2 separate regions of the Anas platyrhynchos genome follow, and region 1 is linked to region 2. Evidence: chromatin contacts called from public Hi-C data. All regions are on one chromosome and are shown on one strand. The core of a region is the stretch at or near the end of the contact, and the rest is flanking DNA. Distances in the headings are between cores, read along the strand shown.

Region 1 (4,105 bases), core at 495-2,994, 140 kb after region 2:
TTGATCTGCTACCGCTTCAAAGTCTGATAAATAAACGGAAGCATTCAGTGACATCAGCTGAATGGTTTAGTGGAGTTGCCAATTAAACATATAAACCAGAACATTAAGTTTTTACTAACACCTGTGCTGGATGAATCTGACACTTACTTTTTAAGATTTTAGGCGTATCCTGTCTCCTAGGAACTAATGCAGAAAATACACCCTAATCAGGAAAGGACATTTCCACCAAGCAGAAGTTAGCAATTTCTAAAGCAGTTCTTTAATCTGAATTAAGCAATCAAAACAATAACGTTTGTTATTTCAATCGTCGAAGGATTTAAACAATTCAGCAAAGTCTGGCTTCCATCTAGTGTCAGCTAGCCTGAAAATAGTCTTCTCCTTAAAACTTTGAATGGACCAGATACACAATCGGTTGATGTCCAATTAGGACTTTCTGACTTTAAAGTAAATGTTTAAACAAACGTACTTCTCTCCCCAAGCCTCTGCTCTCTATCTTCAGCCCTGAGCCACCCCAGCCATTGTGCCAACACAACTATTCTGAGATCCCATATGGTGAGCTCAATCATAGCTCCAATCCCTCGGAAAACCTAGCCAGCAACGTAGGAAAACAAACTCAAAAAGCCCTGACCAGTCCAGGGTGACAACTGACCTTTTAAGCCAGGCACCAATCCACCAGATAAGGGTGCACAATGCTGCGTTATCTTCCCCTGCCTCCCCTCCCACGTCAGCTGCCCTCCTGATGTGTTACCCGTCAAAACCATCTCAGCGCAACTTCCCAGAGAAGCAACAAGGCTTTAATGTTCGTCAGGTTCGATTTTCTCCTTTTTGAATCCAGCCTTAAATAAAGTGTTAACATTTCCAAAGTTATATACCATTATAAGCATTAACTGTCCCCCTGTTAATACCCTCCAATGTCTGTCAGGCATTACACAAATCGCTTCATGGCTTATTCCCTTTCCAAACCGCTATCTTGAGGATGCTCCCAGCCCATGCACTTCCTGCAGCACCGCAATGAAGTTACAAAGTATTGAAGCACTTCTGGGTACACCCTTGTGCTGGAAACACACAACCTCTTATCTAATCCCCTGCTGCAGGGAGTAAAAATAGGTGCAGCTGCAAAGCAGTCAGGAGTATTTGGGAAGGTGAATCATCACAAAAATCAGCTCTCGAATGAAAAGTATTTGAAGTAGTTATCAATTGTTGCTCGGTATTTTAAAATTTGAGAATTAAAAAACCCACTCCCACACCTGTTTGCATAACCACGCTGATTCCGAGCACGAAGAGGTGCCCGTGAAACCGGCAGCGTGCCTGTCAGCGCTCGGCCATGCAACTGCCTGGACAGAAGAGCTGTAACGTGCACCAGCTCCTTGCTCTCCTTGGACAAGTTTCTAGTGGAAACACGAGTAATACAGTCAAGGGGCAAGCTCTGCTAACGAAGCTGGGTATTATTTCTCAAGGCTGTCCTGGTGGCTTTGCCCGTTCAAGTATCGATTGTTTCAAAACTCTAAGTTCTGCTACTGAAAAACTAACTCTGCTTGTATTAATATTTTCCAAGAAAAACAGCCAAAAAAAATCCACGCAATCCCTAAAATTATTGTAACTGCCCTGCACATGGCGTCTCTGGGTATTTTCTCAAGTCAAAAGCAGAGAAAATAACATTGCTTCACTTTCAGCCACACCACTCTGCCTCGTCAGAGCAAAGGGATCTGATTCAGCTTACAGACATTACAGCTGTCTGTTTCGAAACCCAAGGAGCAGCTCCAGAGTGCCTCGTAGACCGAGATCCTGCTACAAAACCGCAGACATGTCTCGTACAGCGCTTCTACCGCCCGACCTAACCCATCCCATTAGGCACATCGAGGCTAAAAACACCGGCACCGTGTCCAGCACCGTGTCACTGAAGTTGCGAGAAAATGTCAAAACCAAAAGAAAGTTTTCTTAATGTGCATTTTGATTAAAATCAACACAGAAAAATCCAGGCAACCTCCACGAAAAGTTGCAAGTGGGGTTTTAATATTGCTGAGGGCCAGCAGGCGAGGGCATTTCATTACCTCACCATGTCCCACACCCACAAGTCACCAGGCTGCGGCCCTGCTGTGGGCCCGGGGTGTCCCAGCAGCAGGGGCCGGGCAACCCAACAGCACCCATGGGTGCAGGGCTGGGAGCTGCCACACGCCTCCCTGAAGGACAGCGCTTGAAGGTTACAGGCGCTGGTTACAGCCAATGCCAGGGACTCACTTTCTAGCAAATTCTACAGAGCTCGTAGAGTTTCAGGCAGCATCCCATTCCTGATGTGTCATTATTTAGTGTACTCGGGGGAGGAAAGTTTCAATTTAAGGAGGGCTGAAAGAGCCAAGCTGGTAAAAAGGAGTTACTGAGCTACGGAAGGAGCTCTTCCTTTCCTACCTGGCCTCCCCTCCACGCACACAGCATTCACCGAACGCCAGCTACATTTTTCTGGCTTGTGCATTTCTCTTCTGACGCACATGAACCTAATTTTCATAATTAAGACATTCCAAGTGCTTTTTTAAAGTGCTTTTCAGTTGTTTTCTTGCACTTTGCTGTAACATTAACCAACACATTTTCACTTTTTCTTTATGAGGTACGAAACAGCCATGTACCAGTCCCTAACCTAACCCGCACTCATCAGTTGTTTCTGGGACAAACGGAAGGCTTTTAATTAAAAAAAATTGGAAAATATCACCTACTATTTCAGATGAGTAAAGTACCAACTCAATTCCAACCTTAAGGAACAAGTAACAATAAACAAAAATGATGAAAAGAATTCATACAGGTTTCTCCTGTTTTAAAGGCAAAATAATCAGCAGCTCCTGTGCAGTACTCTAGGTCTACTGAGGTTTCTCTTAAAAAATAGCAATAATGAATCTTTAATAATCTAGTAAGCAACGGTGAACAAACTGCTTGCAAAACACAAGCTTTAAAACAATTGCTTTATTAAACTTCAAATTTTTATCAGTCAAAACAACATCCATCTTTTTAAGAAAAGTTGCACACCAGGTGACTGCAATTGTGTAAATGCTACAGATGCATCTCCAAAAATAACTTCAAAAAACTGTACTGAGGGGGACAATAAGGGGGAATAAAAGCTCTTAACATTTTTTCTAAGGAAAAATTATTTTTTTAGCTAAGTGTAATGCAAGCTTTGGTTTTGACATTGTAAGAGGCTGTCACAGAATGACAACAAAAAGAAAAAAAAAAAAGAAAAAACAACACGCCTTAGAACAACTCTTCTGAAGCTTTGGAAAAACAAGTTCTGGAAGTTTTATAAGCATGTTATGAGACGATCATAAATTTGAAAGTAAGATTTAAAGATGACTAAAGAACCAGATTCAAAAAACAATGTTGATAAGCAGCACAAAGAACAATACTTATCTCGTCTCATTCTTTTTTAGTACAACATTAACATTACGATTAAAGTTTAGAAATCAGCCTGAGACTCTCTGGGCAAAAGCCTATTGTAAGGTTTTTATACCAACAATGCACATCTCTTAACTTTGTGTTAAAGGCATGATTTGTACGGAAATAGTGTTTCTTTCCTTTTTTATTGAACAATTTGATACAAAGGGAAAAAAGTCATGCTAATGTACCCAGTGCCCCTTCTTCAAACCTGAAGCGTCAGCAAAACCCTAGCTAAACACAGGCTGCATTTACATAATCACAAACAATACGGTCATGCACAAAAGTAACTAGATAACTTCCAGGGGAGAACTTATTTCCAACAGTCAAAGCCACTTCTTCAGTCCTTACTCACGCAGACATTTTAGGTAAGACAACAAGGCTGACATGAAATCGCTGCGTTAGGCGCTGGGCTGTGAGAGCCCACATGTATTTTTCTCAGCAAGCAGAGCACCGAGAACTGAGAGCAGCATCCAAGAAAAAGGTATGCTCCTTAACCCCTACCTGGATGTTTTGTTGGAACTGGTATTTGAGAACAGGTTGCCTATCTGCCATTAAATCAGGTCCATCCCCAAGAGCTAGATGCACGGCTTAACTCGCGTTCAAAGGAAGGCAACTTTTGAGTCACCTTCAGTGCGGGTCTGACAGGAGCGCAGAAGTTTTTGAGGTGCCATTTAAAGAGCCTTTA
Region 2 (3,612 bases), core at 390-2,889:
GAGTTGATAGGAATATCCACATGCAGTGGTTCCAAAGTGAACAGAAACATTTTCAAACTAGTTTAAAGCAAAATATTGTTATACATACTTCACTGCCAAAACATTGATGAAGTAACTTACTAAATTGCAAAACAAAAAAAAAAAGTCTTAAAATTGCATTTAAGCAAATAAACTACTAGTCAACCCAGTAAGATGGGTCAAGACTAAATCACTTCCAGATGCCAGAAATGGAAGTCCTAACTGTAATACTGAGGATTTACCTAAACAGATTAAAAACTAACAATTGACATTGTTGTTAAACATACAGAATATACTCGAAGAGTTAGACATTATTTTCTTTATCTATTAAATACTGTATGACAGACCAAACTAACCCTAATAGTGAAAAAGTAAATGCATATTCAATTAGCATTTTAACTACAAATTAACTGTGCAGTTAAATACTGTTCTATCCAGATACCTCAGATTCCACAATCATGAAAATTAGACTCTCTGGAATACAAAATGTACTGATTATAGCATGCTTAATATGACAGTCTCAGAACAGAGTTGGAATTTATATGCAGAGGATTTTATTTATTCATTTTAAAGAATTTCTTATTCCACTGCATCATCACTGGTAAATTATCTATACTGTGTTGTCAACTATGATGCAATAAAAGCAATTCCAAATCTATTTTTCTATCCAGAACTTAAAGACTTTTGTCATTCTAGATATAACTTCATTTCTCCTAATTTATTTTAGCAATAAAGATTTTTAATACATTGATCCCACTTTTCCCCTCCACCCCTAATGGTTACTAATGGTTATTCTTTGCTATTGGCTTTTTGCTTGTTTATTTATTTAACAGAAAGCATGTAACCATAAAAAAAAAGCCCTCCTCTCAATGTCACCTGCATCTCCCATATAGTTCCATCAGTGTTACTAAAATTGCATACTTCCTCCAAATAAGAGTTCGGGTGATTGATCTGAGACATTATTAATGAGTCTCAGTAAATGCTGAATCTTACATTCCACTTGCTAGGATAATTATAGTAACTCCGTTATCCCAGATTTTAGACCATGGTAAATGTTTTCCAAATGTAATTATTTATAGGAAAAACTTTAAGATAGAAAACATTTTTTTCCCTTCTGGCATCCCCAAAGGAAGGAGTTACAGCAATTTAAAAGCAATAAAAGACAAAGTAATCATTCTTATAATTCCTATTTTGGATGTTTAATTTTCCTATAGGTCACTATGCTTTCTATGAGAAAACATGTGGCAATTATTTAGATTTTACAAAGTACGTTTACAAAAACAATAGCAGTCCTAAGAGTACAAAAAAGACTGAGCCCTTAACTTCAATTTTGGCAATTTAATTCTCTGGAGTACTGCTCAGCAGTTGATAAAATTTTTATTCTTTTAAACGGACTCCAAAGCATAGCTTAAAACATTTCTTTTAAGACGGTATCAGTGATAGTCCAGAGAGTCAAGATGTGGACTTGCACTGCCAGACATTAGCGCTGCCTTTCCACTTCTGGCATTTGTTTTTTCCAAACACCTATCGCAGCAAGCAAGCAAACCAACACAAACACACCAACACCCCCACCGCTCAAAAACTTGTTCATGGCTGACCACAGGGCATCTTGCCGGCTCCTCCCAGAAGATGGCACTGTTTGTTGCTCGATGCCACCACCTCCAGCCATGGTGCTCAGCACCCTGCCGGCCCCGCTCCTCCTCCTGCAGCCCCTCGCACCCTGAGGCCACCGCCTCCCCTCAGGGCGCTGGCCACAGAGGCTGTTAGGAGCCCCCTTCAGATACCTCGCCATGGCCTTTGACCTCTCGTTAGGAGCCCTTCAGATACCAGGGCATGGCCTCCGACCTCTCGTACCAAGCTCTCTACTTGAACGTCATCCACCCATAGTCAAAAACTCAAGTTTCCATGAGATGGGATAGCGAAGCAGGCCCGCGTTTCCCTGTGGCCTATCCTCTCTTCACTGCTGGCAGATGATCAAATGAGGCCCGTCGATGCAATCCATCTTAGCTGCAGGCATTTCTGCAGGCACTCGCTGTTACAGCAAAGAGAGGTTGCAGCTGGGATACAAAGGCAATCTCTAAAGGGACAGTACATTACCTGTACAATAGCTACAACAAAGCTCAGCCATTTGTACCAAAAGGAAGCTACTTTGAGCAAACATCAATAAGGTCACTTAAAGCCAGATTTGCATTACTAAGTTGAAGCTCAAGTGATTGACTCAATCCTCTCATCCTCTTAAATCTTCAGTGCTTTCTCTCTATTTCTCATGTGCAATATAACATGCTGATTAAGAAAAAAAAAAAATGCTATCTTGAAACCTGATTCTTTAAATGCAAGCACTTGCAGCTGCTCTCTGAATACGCACACTGAAGAGATGCAGTAAATCCTAACAAAGCCAACTACGTGCAGACAAGGGTGGCTGCCGCCCTGTCAACACCGGGCCAGCTCAGCTCGCTTCTCCTCACAGCAGCTTGGCCTTACTTGCGCCAGCAGTAAAAAGACCAAATGCCTGTGAGCACCGTCATTTTGAGCACCTGGTTTCCTAATCTTTATCAGAGTAGGACTAATGGTCACAAGGTTTAAAATGCTAGTAAATACTAGTGTCACCTACACCAAGCCTGCTCTAACCTGGTATTAAAACCAATGAAGATATTTTTTTTATTGACACGGTTTACAATTACCCTGTTGCTTTTTTCATTCTTACAAAAATTCACAATGAAATATTAAAAACCATCTTGACTTTGCCCCCTTCTAGAAACACACAGTGGTAGCGTCACCTCGCTGAGGTGAAGAAGGGACAGGTGTACAGACATCTATGTCTGAAAGGAGGTTTGAGGCCCACGCTGGAGATCCCACAAGAATCTGTGGAACCCTTCCCAAAACATAAGAATCCCAAACAAAATATGCAATGCTCACTATATTGATGCCCACCTACAGCAACAATTCTCCTACATTGGGTAACACTGGCTGTTTAGAAGAAAATTGAGGAGCACCACTACGAAATAAAATGCTGTCACTGAGAGCTTGTTTCACATCATGAAACAGAGTCGGGAGAGGACACTATTGCCTTCTTACTTTTTTAATGACTTCATTTTATTTTCAATGTCCAAGCTTGAGTTCAACCCTATTGAACCTCTGGTATCTCAAGATCCTCAGAGAAATTCTTTTGTTTAACTAATACTTCTGAAATCATTATATTTTAGGCACTTAAATCCCTCAGATTCTCATATGCATACAGTGTGTGCTTCAGAGTACCATACATTTTAACTTTTTATTCATACACAAAACACAAAGACATTGATAGGGAGGCCCAGGATCAGGCTGGAAGACAGACAAGCACGCAGTGCATTCCTTACACTGTATTTCAGCAGTATATTCCAATACACTGCTGAACAGAGATCCACAAGGGGCACGCTGCAGAGTACCCACACTGAGCCACATGAAGCTCCTTCGGTGCCTGCCGCTGAATTAATTCACCAACCAAACAATCCACTCAGTGATAGCAGAGATTCCTCATCCTGATAGAGCTGCTTGAGCCTCACGGTTCTTACCAGCTAAGTCTCAAAACGTATCCTGATTCTCATTACTAATGCT

The links. Hi-C and Micro-C count contacts between places; a contact is called where the count stands out from the background.
Region 1: a contact with region 2 is called in a Hi-C map of subcutaneous adipose tissue, with 3 times the contacts expected there. The contact joins two enhancer-like sites. A contact is called at or near these places in 3 of 8 Hi-C or Micro-C datasets (liver, skeletal muscle and subcutaneous adipose tissue).

Annotation. Positions count from the first base shown.
Region 1 is chr3:49,087,002-49,091,106 of IASCAAS_PekinDuck_T2T, forward strand. The region is part of intron 1 of QKI (QKI, KH domain containing RNA binding); the gene reads right to left. Among named protein-coding and RNA genes, the nearest start is that of QKI, 6.5 kb to the right of the region's middle. Within about 2 kb of position 1,745, at least 5 of the 8 cell types and tissues checked have an H3K27ac peak or open chromatin away from gene starts, as enhancers often do. A contact at or near this core is called in subcutaneous adipose tissue, where this site is marked.
Region 2 is chr3:48,949,397-48,953,008 of IASCAAS_PekinDuck_T2T, forward strand. The region is part of intron 5 of QKI (QKI, KH domain containing RNA binding); the gene reads right to left. Among named protein-coding and RNA genes, the nearest start is that of QKI, 140 kb to the right of the region's middle. Within about 2 kb of position 1,640, at least 2 of the 8 cell types and tissues checked have an H3K27ac peak or open chromatin away from gene starts, as enhancers often do. A contact at or near this core is called in subcutaneous adipose tissue, where this site is marked.